2 separate regions of the Mus musculus genome follow, and region 2 is linked to region 1. Evidence: chromatin contacts called from public promoter capture Hi-C data. All regions are on one chromosome and are shown on one strand. The core of a region is the stretch at or near the end of the contact, and the rest is flanking DNA. Distances in the headings are between cores, read along the strand shown.

What was found. Capture Hi-C pulls out chosen DNA fragments and counts their contacts.
Region 2: a promoter capture Hi-C map of adipose tissue shows a contact between it and region 1. The contact joins two enhancer-like sites. A contact is called at or near these places in 2 of 9 other capture datasets (adipose tissue and liver).

What each region holds. Positions count from the first base shown.
Region 1 is chr11:53,680,391-53,687,761 of GRCm38.p6, forward strand. Rad50 (RAD50 double strand break repair protein) reads right to left here. Exons shown (of 25, transcript NM_009012.2): 11 at 5,760-5,917; 12 at 3,736-3,911; 13 at 2,812-3,049. Among named protein-coding and RNA genes, the nearest start is that of Rad50, 23 kb to the right of the region's middle. Within about 2 kb of position 2,976, at least 12 of the 459 cell types and tissues checked have an H3K27ac peak or open chromatin away from gene starts, as enhancers often do. A contact at or near this core is called in adipose tissue, where this site is marked.
Region 2 is chr11:53,846,048-53,853,418 of GRCm38.p6, forward strand. Gm12216 (predicted gene 12216) reads right to left here. Exons shown (of 4, transcript NR_033332.1): 2 at 3,958-4,063. It overlaps Gm30785 (a long non-coding RNA gene), which reads left to right. Exons shown (of 3, transcript XR_879845.2): 3 at 1,315-1,657. Among named protein-coding and RNA genes, the nearest start is that of Gm30785, 9.5 kb to the left of the region's middle. Within about 2 kb of position 4,039, at least 91 of the 459 cell types and tissues checked have an H3K27ac peak or open chromatin away from gene starts, as enhancers often do. A contact at or near this core is called in adipose tissue, where this site is marked.

The DNA.
Region 1 (7,371 bases), core at 1,726-4,225:
GGTATGGTGGTGTTAGCCAGGTTTCTAGACTGTAAGATGACTCCTTTTTCCCATTTGTATTTTAAAAAATACATCTTAAGAGATATCACAGATCTGAGAATATGTCAATGTCCTGTTTTCAAACATCTGCCTACTGATGCTAGTAGCCACTGTTAACTGTTTATAATAATTATTACTGGGGTGTTGCCAAGCAGAGATAATTTTACAAACTGACTGATTGCACTATCAAAAGTTTCAAGATGGGCTGGAGAGGTGGCTCTTCGGGTTAAGAGCACTGACTGCTCTTCTGAAGGTCCTGAGTTCAATTCCCAGCAACCACACGATGGCTTACAGCCACCCGTGATGAGATCTGACGCCCTCTTATAGTGTATCTAAAGACAGCTACAGTGTACTTACATATAATAATAAATAAATCTTTAAAAAAAAAAGTTTCAAGACCATGACAGAGACAGAAAGGTGGATGCACTGTTGTTGCACAGAGACTGCAGGAGCCTATGGAGAAAGAATCAGATGCAACGTGGGATCCTGAAGACAGGCAGGGATGTGAGGACTGCCGGGCTGCAGTGTGGTTTGCAGTCAGCAGGGCTGCCCAATGTTACTCTTCCTGGTTTCAATAACTGTACACAGGCACTAAGCTCAGCATAACAGTGTGTATGTATTCTCTGTACTAGTTTTCTAAGTTTTTCCTATGTAGAAAGTTATTTCAAAATTAAAAGTATTTTAAATTACAGAGGAAGGGAAGAAGTCAGGCACTCAGCCAAATGCTATATGGGCTCAAGGTATTAAAAAAAGGTATAAAAACATCAACCTTTTTTTTTTTTTGGTTTTTCTTTTTTCTTTTTTTTTTAAGAGCTAGTCTTTTTATTTGTTGGGTCCTAAGACTTCTTTGTATGCTCTTTTTTTTTTTTTTTTAATTTATTATATGTAAGTACACTGTAGCTGTCTTCAGACACTCCAGAAAAGGGCGTCAGATCTCGTTACGGATGGTTGTGAGCCACCATATGGTTGCTGGGATTTGAACTCCGGACCTTAGGAAGAGCAGTCAGGTGCTCTTACCTGCTGAGCCATCTCACCAGCCCGGTTTTTGGTTTTTCAAGACAGGGTTTCTCTGTGTAGCCCTGGCTGTCCTGGAACTCACTTTGTAGACCAGGCTGGCCTCGAACTCAGAAATCCGCCTGCCTCTGCCTCCCGAGTGCTGGGATTAAAGGTGTGCGCCTCCACGCCTAGCTCAGCCTTTTTTAATATCACTATTTGAATCTTACTGTCTCTAAGACAAGTACTGGCTCTATAATTATTATTGATGTCAATTATAAAGCAGTAACACGTATTCAGTTTTTTTTTTTTTTTAAATTCAAAGTTTAGGGGCTGGAGAGATGGCTCAGTTAAAAGCACTGGGTATTCTTTCAGAGAACTGGGGATTAATTCCCAACACCCACATGGTGGCTAACAACCGTATGTAACAACTGTTACATGAGGTCCAATGACATCTTCTGGCCTTCATGAGCATTGCATGCATGGAGTGCACAGATCATACAAGAAAATAAAACATCCATACATATAAACTAAAAATAAACTTTTTTAAAAAAAATCAAGTTTATTTCTGAAAAATTCCAAATTCTTTCTTAAAATTAAATTAATATGGCAAGTCTAAAAAGTACAATAAATTAAATTAGCTGCTAATAACAAGGAAAAAACAACAACCCAAATGTTGGCTATTACATGCTATAACTGTTACTGATTTTTTAAAAAGTATACACTATGACCAAGAAATGCCAACCTTAAAGTACTGTGGTAACAGACAAGTTCTTAAGGGAGGGTTGGAGGGGGGAGAAGAAACAATGAAGTGTTCCTATTTCATATGTATATTAACATGAGCAATCACTTCCATTTCTTATTACTTCCAAAAACCGTGGTCACAGACAGGCCTGTTACATGTAAAAAGGACAGTTATGATGACAGGATTTTGGCTAAGAACCAGGAGCAGTCACACAGTGCTAACAAAGTCTCACACAGGCAGGGAGTGGTCTACAAAGTGAGTTTCAGGACAGCCAGGGCTACAGAGAAACCCTGTCTCAAAAAAAACCAAAAATAAATAAATAAATAAGTAAAGTAAAGTAAGTAAAGAGGCTTCCTGTCTAGAGAACGGACTGTTAAGAGCTCTTTGGAGCAGGACATGGTGGCCCACACCCGACCTTGGGAGGGAGAAGCATGAGGATAAGGAGTTACCGATGAGAACGTCATACCCTTAAGGTTGTCTTGGGGAATGACAAGATTGCTTAGCGGGTAAAGATGCCAGCCACCAAGCCTAATGGCCCGAGTTTGAACCCCAGGACCTACATAATGGAAAGGAGAACTTCTGAAAGTTGTCCTCTGACGGCCACATGAATGACATTGCATGCCCATACCCACACTAAATAAATAAAATGTAGTTTTAAAAGTTAGAGGGTTTTTTGGGAGAGGGGGGCTTAGCAGTTAAGAGCACTGGTTACTCTTCCAGAGGACCAGGATTTAGTTCCCAGCCCTCACAGCCAGCTCACAACCATATAAAACTCCAGTCCCAGGGTATCTAATACCCATTTTGGGCTTCTACAGGTACCAAGTACCCATGTGGTGCACAGACATACATGTAGGCAAACATCCACACACATACATAAAAATTTTTAAGTTGTTTTTTAGAACTTTTCATATTTTGTTTGTGGGGTTTGGAAAATGACATCAACAAGCAGTTTAGAACTGTCGTAACTATGACTCAAGCCAAGCCTCAGGAAACACAGAGTAAAGACCACCCGAGCCAAGACTACTCAGGCTTACCTCACGGGCACAAGCCCAAGCATTTCATCACGGCGCCGCTCTTTTTTCTTCAGTTCCGATTCTGTTGACTTGAGTTTATCTGGAGCAAGCCTCAGCTTGGACTGCAAGTCGCTGATGACTTCCTGTAACTCAGCCTCTGTCTGAAATACTCTCTGACAGACTGGGCAGCAGGACTGGTTTTCATCTGTCAGCTGCGTAATGAACTGGGAGTAAACTGCTGTGGCTCCTGCCAGCATGGCTGTTTAAAAGGTTAGGAAACCCTAGTCAGACACACATGCATTTCTTCCATAATCATTATTCTTGCTTTATAAGTATACCCAAAGGAAATAAAGATTTTGACATTTAAATCTTCCTAAGGATACTCTATATTCTATTTGCATAATCTCTGGCATCTAACATTTTACTGAGATCTTCTATGTGCTAGGCATTCCTTACACACACAATCTCATTTGCTCCTCTTACTGTACTACATAATGCATAGCTTTATTTTCATTCTATAGAGGACAAATCTGAAGCACAAGAAAGGTTCAGCAAGTCCCAAAGCTACTTGTACAGTGAAGCTATACAGCCAGGAACAAGTTCAAGTCTTTTGGGTCTATGCAAAGTTTCTAAACCTCCAGGATAGTCCTTGGGCTGGAGGGGTGGCTGAGCAGTTAAGAGCACTTGCTGCTCTAGCAAGAGAAGCAGAGTTGGTTTTTAGCACCTACACTGGACAGCTCACTATCATCTGCAACACTACCTCCAAGGACGACCTGATGCCTCTGGCCTTGGTGGATACCTGACTCACATGCACATACCCCTTCATACACACAATTATAATTAATTTTCAAAGTAAGTCTTAAAATCTCTGATCCTTAGCAGTTACCTGTGAATGAAATTTCAAAAGTCAAAGTGCCTTGATGATCTCTATAAACTGTAACTTACCTCGCTGCTTTGAGGACTTTTCAATTTCTTCTTTAAGTCTGCCCAAATCACTTTCCAAATCTTGGCTACCACAAACATCAAATAGCTTATCTTCATAACTGGACAACTGTTCTTCCTTTTTCTTTAGCTCATTATTTATATGATTTTTATTTTGTTCAGCTGAAGCTAGCTCTTTGCTAAAATAAAAACAAATGTGGGATATTTGAAAAATTTAAATTATTTAGATTGAGTTTATGTGTCGGAATGCTTTGCCTCCACATAAGGGCATGCACTATGTATGTGCCTGGGACCCAAAGACATCAGAAAAGCATATCAGATGCCACAGAACTGGAGTTACAGGTGGTTGTGAGCCACTGCGTGCATGCTGGGAACTAAACCCAGAGCCAATGCAAGAGTAGCCAGTGCTCTTTACCACTGAGCCCTCTACTCCAGCTCCCTAGAAATTTGAAAATTTTGGTTAAAGAGCTACTACACAAACTCTGCCAAAAGTTGTTAAAGAGATATGTACAATTACTTTCCTATACTTGTATTTTTTATAGTTTTGTGCTGGAAATAGAACAACGGCCCTCAAGCATGGTAACTACACACTACCACATTCTTTCTTTAGAAGTCAGAAGAACAAATTGAATGTTCTCATTTAATCTTCCAGTGGAACGCTCCTCCTAGGACACTGACATCTGCTAACCCTGAGCATGGACCCATTCCCAGATAAATAAATAGGGGCAGAATTCTGCTATATTTCTGGGGCTTACAGCCTCAGACCCCAGATTATGGGATGGAGCAAGCAGCAGCCACCCACTGGCTCTCCTGGAGACAAGAACAAGCAGCAGTTCTACTCCATGGCTCTCCTCACAGCACTTACTCCTTACGCACCTCTAAACACCTCCCCTGGCCCTTCTTGTGACAGCTCGCCTCGTGGTCACTTATCACCCTCATTCATCAAAAACAAGTGCAGCCTTCATCCTATCCAGTCTCCAAGAAGCACCAAACCCTCCTGGCCTCTCCTTGAGGAAACACCCGAGACACCACTGCAGCTGCCTCATCCTGGTCCCCAAGCAGTCGCTGCTTCCACTGACAGCCCCTCTTCCTTAGCATGCAGTGGGGCTTACCCCTTGCATTTAGCTGTGCACCCCTTCTCTTCTCCACTGTGGAGGCCATGCACGCCATGGTATGCATGTGCAGGCGAGAGGATAACTTGCAGAATCGGCTCTCTCCCACCACGTGGGTTCCTGAGAATGAACTGAGGTCATGAGGCTCGGCAGTAAGGGTTCCTTCCGAGATATCTTTTTTTTTGGTTTTTTGAGACAGGGTTTCTCTATGTAGCCCTGGCTGACCTGGAGCTCACTTTGTAGACCAGGCTGGCCTCCAACTCAGAAATCCACCTGCCTCTGCCTCCCGTGTGCTGGGTTATTAAAGGCCCACGCCCAGCTCCTTCTGAGATATCTTACTTGCCCCTCTTTGTACAATTCTTTCAAGGTGACATGGCTAATACCAATTACTTTATCTTTTTAACAAACTGCAACAACTTGCAATTTCCTGAACTTAAAAAAGCCTATTTACTAAAAGACTCTTCCAAAAGAAATAGAATTTGAGCCAGGCATGGTGACATACATTTTATAATTCCAGCACTTCAAAGTTGAGACAAGAGGATCTTAAGTTGGAGACCAGCCTGGGCTACATTGTGAGACCCCTGCTCACACAAGGAACAAACAAAGCACCATTAGTTTAATACAGCAAAAGTCAAATCTATGATCTCCCTAGAAGCTCACTGAGAAATACCTCTCATGTAACCAGCACTTCAGAGAGCACTCGAGAAAGTCTGAGCAGTGTATGTTCAGACAGAAAACAAACTCCGATGTCAATCCTTTTTCTACAGTTTTACGAAACAAGAGGCCCCAACGACTCCCATTACATTTTACTTAAATATGATATACCATCTCATGACAATGAATACTTAAAACGATTTAAAAAGAAAAGCACGAAATAAAGAGATCTGTATCCATGGTAATGTTTTAGCAACTCACTTCAGTTTGGCAAGTCTGTCCCTGGTCTGATTAATTTCTTTGGATTTAGAATGAAGCCAGTCTTCAAGCTGTTTTTTGTTAGGAAAGTACCCCAACAGTGAAGTTAGTTCATCACTGTGCCTAGACTTTATTTTTCTGATCTGTTCATCTTTGTCAGTCTATAAGAAAAATACAAAACAAAACAAATCAACTTTTAAAAGTCAAGCCTGTTAATGACAAAAATAAATTCTGGGGATCAGCGCAGTGGCTCAGCAGGTCCAAGTATTTGCCATAAAAGCTTGACAACAGAGTTTACCCCTGAAGCCCACAGGAACAGGGGAGAGAACCAGCTCTCCCTCTCTCTAAGGTTTCTGAGAAAGAGTCCGGCCAGAAACTTGCTATACAGAAGACTGCTCAAAAGCTCAGCGATCCCTCTGGCTCTGCCTCCAAAATGATGGGATTAAAAGTGTGCACCACCTACAGATGACTAAAAAGCCAAGCATGTGCTCGTAAACACACACTAAGTAATAAGTAGAACTTTTTAAATGAATTAATTACATTGAATAAATAAATTCTAGAATGCCTAAAGTTTCCAATTTAAAAATGGGAAGTATACAAATTCAGGCAAAACATATAAAATGTGTAAAGGCTCAGAGAACTGCCTTTAAAAACAAAAACAAAAACAAAAAAAACCAAAGGCCATCCAGAGACTGTCCCATCTGAGGATTCATCCCATATACAGTTACCAAACCTAGACACTATTGTGGATGCCAAGAAGTGCATACTGAAAGGAGCCTGATATGGCTGTCTCCTGAGAGGCCCTGCCAGAGCCTTACAAATACAGAGACGGATGCTTGCAGCCACCCATTGGACTGAGTGTGGGTTCCCCAATAGAGGAGTTAGAGAAAGGACCAAAGGAGATGAAGGGGATTGCAACCCCACAAGAAGAACAACAATATTAACCAACCAGTCCCCCAAGAGCTCTCAGGGAGTAGGCCATCAACAAAGGAGTACACATGGCTCCAGCTGCATACGTTGCCTTGTCAGACATCAGTGGGAGGAGAGGTCCTTGGTCCTATGAAGGCTCAAAAGATGCCCCAGAATAGTGGACTTGAGGGTGGGAAGGTGGGACACCCTCACAGAAGCAGGGGGAAGGCTGACGGCATAAGGGGTTTCCAAGGGGGGAGGGACACCGGGAAATGGGATAACATTTGAAATGTAAATAAAGAAAATAATCCAATTAAAAAAAACATTTGTGTGTATATACTCCAACCATGGCACACACAAGTAGATTGGAGGACAACTTTGGAGTCAGTTCTTCTATCATGTGAATTCCAGGGACTAAACTCAGGCTTGGCAACAAGTATCTTTACCTTCAAGACATCCCCCATGTTCCAGGATGGTCTTTTAAAGAGAGTAACCAACTCAATATCATAAAAAAAATTAAACCTCTCTGTTAAAAGTTACCAACAGCTGAGCAGGATGGTACACACCTTTAATCCTAGTACTTAATATGTAGAGGCAGGCAGATCTCTGTGAGCTCAAGGCCAGCTTGGTCTACAAAGGGAGTTCCAGACAGACAGCACCACACAAGAAACTCTGGTCTCGAACCATGTTTTTGTGTTTGTATTTC
Region 2 (7,371 bases), core at 2,789-5,288, 170 kb after region 1:
CCTGGCCTCCACTGCTCCTACTCCCCTGTTCAGTCCACCTTGGGAAAGCCCTGGGAAGAGTCTCCACTCTCAACAACTGCCCATTCTCTCCAGAAAAACCTCAAGACCCATACTTTCATTTCTTGCTTATTTTTTAAAAAATTATTATTACAGTTGTGTGTGCAGGTTTTTTGTTTGTTTGTTTGTTTTTAAAGGAAAATTAAAAAAACAAAACACTCCCCAAATCACAAATTCATAGTTGGGGTGCCTACTGACCCAAGTCAGGCAGCATGAAATGCCCCATTTGTCCCAGAGGTTCCTGGTTCATAGCAGTCAGTCAGACATGTTTGGGAAGACTTGTATGAGAATCTTAGCTATCTGTGACCAGCGCTTAACCAACTCAGATAACACCCATCCAGACATCTGCAAGCACTTAAAAGATGAAGACTGCTCCCAAAGTCACTGACTGGGATAACAGCTCACTTGCAGCAAGAATTTGGTTCTTTTGTATCAGTTTCTAGAATGAAGCCAAGCCAGCTATGCCCCTGGAGTTCAGTGTTTGTTGGTGTGAGTCCCTCAAATGTGTCGCAAAACCTCGGTACAGAGGAGGGCTTTTCAAGTTTTAAAAGAAAACTTTTCCAAGCTGGGAGGTGGTGGGGCACATTTTTTTTTTTAAGATTTGTTTATTTATTATATGTAAGTACACTGTAGCTGTCTTGACGCACCAGAAGAGGGCATCAGATCTCTGTTACAGGTGGTTGTGAGCCACCATGTGGTTGCTGGGATTTGAACTTCGGACCTTTGGAAGAGCAGTCGGGTGCTCTTACCCCCTGAGCCATCTCACCAGCCCCCGGGGCACATCTTTAATCCCAGCCTGGGAGGCAGAGGCAGGTAGGTCTCTGTGAGTTTGATGCCATCCTGGTCTACAAAGGGAGTTCCAGGATAGCCAGGGAGACGAAACCCTGTCTCAAAACCAAACCACCACCACCAACAACCCTTTCCAGTTTGCAGAATGGAATCTGACACATTTTACCAGCTAGCTGCACCATCTGTCCTCTAACTGGTAATTTGTTTGTTAACTTTGTGGTGCTGGGGCCGAAGCATGCAGACTTGGACATCCTAGGCAAGCATTCTGGCTCTTGTGATGCGACTTCAACCCTTAACCAGTAAAATCTGAATCATGCAGATCAGGGAAGTTTGGCCAGGGTGTTTCAACAATTTGGGTTAAAAGAAACGGGACAGACAGTTGAATAAAGGATAGTAAGTTTAAAGTCAGGTATAGTTTGAAGATTATGTTTTTGTTTCTCGTTAATTTCACTTTGTTTTTCTGGTCAGTATGAAGACAAATGTGGTTCATCTCCCATCCACTGGAGGCCAAAGGGGTAAGAAACCAGGGGTCTTGGGGCATCCTAACTTGTTCTGTAAGTCACAGTTCGTTCTCTCTCTCTCTCTCTCTCTCTCTCTCTCTCTCTCTCTCATTTTTTTTAGGTGCTGGGAATGAAACTCAGGGTAGGCCAGTTCCCTGGGTGACACCCCTAGCCCTGACTTCTGTATTTCTAACTAAAGAATAACATCACCACCACCACCAGCCGTTGTTTTTTTTTCTACCACTGAGCTACATCTCCAGCCCTAATATTAGCTGTTTAAAAACATGTTTGGGGGCTGGTGAGATGGCTCAGTGGGTAAGAGCACCCGACTGCTCTTCTGAAGGTCCAGAGTTCAAATCCCAGCAACCACATGGTGGCTCACAACCATCCGTAACGAGATCTGACGCCCTCTTCTGGAGTGTCTGAAGACAGCTACAGTGTACTTACATATAATAAATAAATAAATCTTTAAAAAAAAAAAAAAACATGTTTGAAGTTCCATTTTATTTTGTGTGCCTGTCTGTGTGCACTTGTAAGCACCACAATGGACATCAGAGAACATCTTGTGGGAGTTGGTTCTCTCTCTCTGCCATGTGGGTCTTGTGGACTGAACTCAGGTCTCTGGACTTGGCGGCAAGCACCTTCGCCTGCTGAGCCACCCCACGTCCATCCCCCTCCTCCTGGTAGTAATTCTTTCTCTAGGCTATTGACTGTGCTTGAGAATAAACCCACTGCCACAGATAGCCAAAATGAAACAGCAAACAAATGAAGACAATTTAAGAGAGAGAAGAGAAAGGAACTAAACTGCATGGTGCCCATCTTCAAGCCCACCACTTAGGAGGCAGAGGCAGGCAGATCTATAAGTTGGAAGCCAGCCTGGTCTACAGAGTGAGTTCTCAGACAGCCAGGGCTACTGTTGAAACTCTGTTTCAAAAAAAACAAAAACAAAAACAAAACAAAAAAAAAAACAAAGCGAGGAAGGAGGGGTGAAGGTAGGAGGGAGCAGGAGAGGGAGAAAGAAACTGGATTGTAAACAAAATACATCAATTAAAAAGTTGTTTTGGAAGGCAGGAGAGATGGCTCAGCGGTTAAGAGCACTGACTGCTCTTCCAGAGGTCCTGAGTTCAATTCCAGCCCCCACATGGGGCTCATACCCATCTGTAATGGGATCCCATGCCCTCTTCTGGAGTGTTTGAAGACAGCGATCATACTTGGAGAGTCTCACTACGTAGCCCTGGCTGTCTGGGAACTTACTATGTAGATCAAGGTTTCCTCAAACCCATAGAGATCAGCCTGCAGCCCTAGAACTAAAGATATGAACTATTATGCCCAGGCCCAAATTTAAATACTTTTTAAAAATTAGTAATTTTAGGCAAAAGACAAAAAGCAAACTTGATTTACAAAATACCTCTTTCTTCCAACCATAAAAACCTCACTCTTTTTTTGTTTGTTTGTTTTTTGTTTTTCAAGACAGGGTTTCTCAGTATAGCCCTGGCTGTCCTGGAACTCACTCTGTAGACCAGACTGGCCTCGAACTCAGAAATCCACCTGCCTCTGCCTCCCAAGTGCTGGGATTAAAGGCGTGCAGCACCACCGCCCAGCAAAACCTCTCTCTTAAGCAGGGTGTTTGGTAAAATTAAGATCCAACATTCCAGCTGAGTGTCTGGAATTCCATAGGATGAAGACAGTGTGGAGCAAAGCTGACCCAGGTTGGGGCTGAGCAACAGGGACCACCAAGGTTGCTGCTGATGTCACAGGAACCTTCTCAGGTGGGGACTTAAAGGGATCGCAGCTGAGGGACAGTCATCACACCAAGCCCAGCAGGTGAAATTCAGGGAGGGCGGGTAGAAGGAAGGAGGGGTGCAGTGACTTTGGCATGAAAAGGCAGAGGTAATCTCAACAACAATACAACATTTGGTAGAAACACTAACAAAATGGGATTAAAAAAAAATAGACCACCAGCCCATTCAAGTCCACTGAGTTTTCTTTAAAGCGTTATTTTTTGTGCCTGTGCATGTGCACAGCTGTGTGTGTGTGTGCCATGAGAGGCCCGAGGAACACATCAGTCTCTGGAGCTGGAGTTCCAGGGGTGGGTTATGAGCTAGGAACGGAACTCATGTCCTCTAGAAAGAAAAGGATGTGTTCTCCACCCGCAAGCATTCGCAGCCCCTGAGGTCTCTCCAGCCCCTCAAAGGACTGAAGCACAAATAAGGTCTTAGGGTAAGTAAGCTATTAAACTAATGGGTTGTGGGTGGGGTGATCAAGGGAGTAGTCTGGCCTTAGGGCTGACAGAAATCGGGATCTGGTGAGCCAGGATAAGTCCCCAGTGGACCCTGAAGCACTACAGAGCAGCTGTGAGAGCGACTAAAGAGCCTAGCACAGATACCTCACACTCCAACATACCACACACCTGCTGAGCTACTGGGGTGCACTTTCCCCACTCCCACCCGGAGTCCTTCATTCCCTGCAACATTAAAAAGATAGCTGGTTTCACAGATTATGGTTTTGTAGACGAATTGTGAATATCAACTAACAACTCCAACACAGAACACATGTGGTTCACATCAGCGCCTACAATCTAACGCAGGAGGCTGCAAAAGCTCACACTCACTCGGGGCTGGCTTCCAGGCAAGTCTTCAGAAGGAGGGAGTCCATTTTCTTCTTTCTTGGCTGTCCAGCCTCCTGACATCACAAGGAGGCCCGGGGCATGCTGCCACCTGCAGGCCAGACATAGAAACACTTAAGACTGACCCAGAGCACTCAGCTAAAGCCACCCACCAAAGCAAGCTCTTCTGGCCCTCCCTACCTCCCTGCCCTTTCTATTTTATTTTATTTTATTTTATTTTATTTTATTTTATTTTATTTTTATTTTGAGACTGGGCTGTGTAGCGCTGGTTGGCCTGGAACTTGCTTTGTGGACCAGGCTGGCCTCAAACCCACAGAGATCTGGATGTCTCTGCCTCCAGAGATTAAAAGGCACAGGCCACCACACCTAGCTGCTGTTTAAATTTTATTTTTTAGACCTTGATATCAAAGCTGGCCTGAAACCTGTGATCCCCCTGCCTCATCCTACGAAGTGCTGAGACTGGGGGTAAGTGCCGCAACATCTGGCAAGTATAAACATTAAAAAAATATTACATGTATGTATTCGTCGACTTGGGAGGGGAGTGTGTGTGTTGGCATGTATGCTCTACAGCGTGTGTGTGGAAGTCAGAGGACAACTTTCAGGAATTTGGTCTTTCCTTCTACTCTGTGGGTCTTGGGGATTGAACTCAGATTATCAGGGTAGAAGAGAAGTGCCTTTACCCCACTGAGCAAGCTTGCCAGTCCCATCCAATTTTTCTTTCTTTTATTTTTCTCCCCCTAACCCCAAGATAAGTCTTTCTACATAGCCTGGCTATCACAGAACTCACTGTATAGACCAGGCTGGCCTCCAACTCAGAGATCTACCTGCCTTAGCCCTCCAAGAGCTAAGATTAACACACCAACCCACAGACATTTCTTAATGACAGCAGCTAACCCACACGCAGCTGTAGACCACATGCTTGGCTTTTATTCATTTATTGAATCCTCAGAGCAACAGGTGAATGTTTTTTAAAAGGTCTCCACCAGTCAGCCTAATGTCAAAATTAGGCTGGGTGATTAAAATGAAGAATGGGGATATCAGCTGATTTCAAAGAGGTTGGTGAGAAATGGAAACCTGGAGATGCTGAGTACCCTGGAGGCTGTTCCCACATCTTCACGAATACAGCACCGCCCTGGTATTTGGGGTGAGAGATGCATACACACAAGATAAATTTCTCCTCTCAGGGCTTCCACTCTACTACTAGAGGTAACACAGGAAAGATGGTAAATGCGGAGCAGGAGCTACACAATGGCTCAGTGGGTAAGTACCTGCACAGGAGCAAGCAAGCAAGCAAGCAAGCAAGCAAGCAAGCAAGCAAACAAGCAAGCATCAAGACCTGAGTTCGATTCCCCAGAACTCATGTAAAGCCAGGTGCAGTGGTGCATGCATCTATACTCCAAACGCTCCTATGGGGAAGCAGGAGATGAGACAGGAGAATCACCAGAAGCTCACAGGCCACTTAGCCAGGAGGGCACAGCACAGAGGCAACCAACCCAGACTCTGCTTCCAGCAAAGTGGAAGGTGAGGACCATAGGCTGAACTTGTCCTTTGATCTTCACACATTCACCATGCCTTGTATATGCACACACACACACACACACACACACACACACATCCATAATACACATGTGCACATGCACACTCACAGACACACATGCTGAGCACGAGCAAAGTATAGGCGGTAGAAAACGAGATCAACAAACAAATCTCGTGTATATTCCTTTGTCTTCAAGAGCTCCCTGACCATGTCAGGTTTTGCTTGCAACTGCATGTCGGGCACCTGCTAGGGATACAATCATAGGCAAGCTTTAGCCAGGCTCTTAGCTCCTATGGAGTCTTTACATAGTAACTGTGGTCCCTGCCGCCTAGAGTGTTACCACAGGAATATTTGCTACTCTCTGTAGAGTGAGGACATCTTGGGTGGGGTGGAGACCTGCAGTAGGGAGCATGCTCTGTGTACAGGTTAGGTCACAGACAGGAAGCGGTGTGGAGGCAGCAGGCGGCTAAGAAGGGGCGTGGCCAGCCTTTCAGTGCACTTGATGCCAAACAGTCGTATCCTCTGTGAACCACAGCAACTCTCAGGGTCCTGGGCAGAGAGGAATAATGTGCTCAGATGTGTGTTTTTAAAAGATTATGCTAGGTAGTGAGTTGAAAGGCAATCATCTCTCCAATGATGTGGATGTCTGAATTCCTGAGACTGTCATATGCTCCTGCACACAGACAAGGGGGTGATGCAGATGTGAGTGAGTGTCTTGAGAAGGAGAGAGCATTCAGGTGAATGTATTAATCACAGTTCCTCCTTAGGGGTTCCTGAAAGAATTCGATACTGCCAGACTCTTCCAGAACCCTTAAATAATGACTGTGTTATTTTAAGCCACCGAGTGGTGTGTGCATGAGCAAATGACAGAGGACAATTTGTGGAATTTGCTTCTCTCTCTTATGTGCGATCGAACTCAGGTCCTAAGACCTGGATAGCAGCAGTGGGAGATGATGAGGCTGTGTGTCAGAGAGCAGCCTTCGCTTCAGTGAAGAGCCAGCTCTAGTACCCGGAAAAGACTGGGAGATGATTAGGAAGGCTGCTTCCCTGCAATGTGCCCCCTGCTCCAGTCCCCTTGCTGCATGCAGGGTCACAGGGGCCTAACTGGATTCTAAGAGCATAAAGAGACCAAGGCCTGCCTGCAGATGGCAAATCTGGCAGACTTAGGGGCAGGGGAAAGTTCACTCTGTGTGTGTGTGTGTCTATGTATGTATGTGTGTTAATATATAAAAATGGTTTGTTTGCAAATGGTATGTGTATGCCTGGTGCAGGTGGAGGCCAGAAAACAAAGCACTAGAGCCCCTGGAACAGGAGTGATGGAACCATGAGCCACCATGTGGGTACTGGGAATTGAGCCTGGCTCCTCTGAAGAACAGCCAGTGCTCTTAACCACTGAGCCATCCCTCAAACTCTCAAGTTTTTGTTGTTGTTTGTTTTTAAATTTTACATGTATGTATGGATGTTTGCCTACATGTAGGTCTGTATAGCACATGTATACAGTGCCCATGGAGGCCAAAGGAAGACACTGATCCCCTGGAACTAGAGCTACAGACAGTGGTTTGCTACCATATGGGTGCTGGGAATTGAACCTCTAGAAGAGGAGCCGTAACTCCTGAGCCATATCTCCATCACACTGGTTCTTGAAACAAGGTCTCATGTTTCTCAGGCTGGCTTCAAACTCAAGTAACCAAGCATGATCTTGATCTTCCTGCTTCTGCCTCCCAAGCTGGGGGATTAGAGGGGCTTGCTATCACACTTTTTAATTTTTAGATTTGCCTATCTCTGCATGTTCATGTGATGGGGTGCACGCAGAGGCCAGAAGAGGGGACTAGGGACCCACCTTTATCATTTTCTGTCTATTC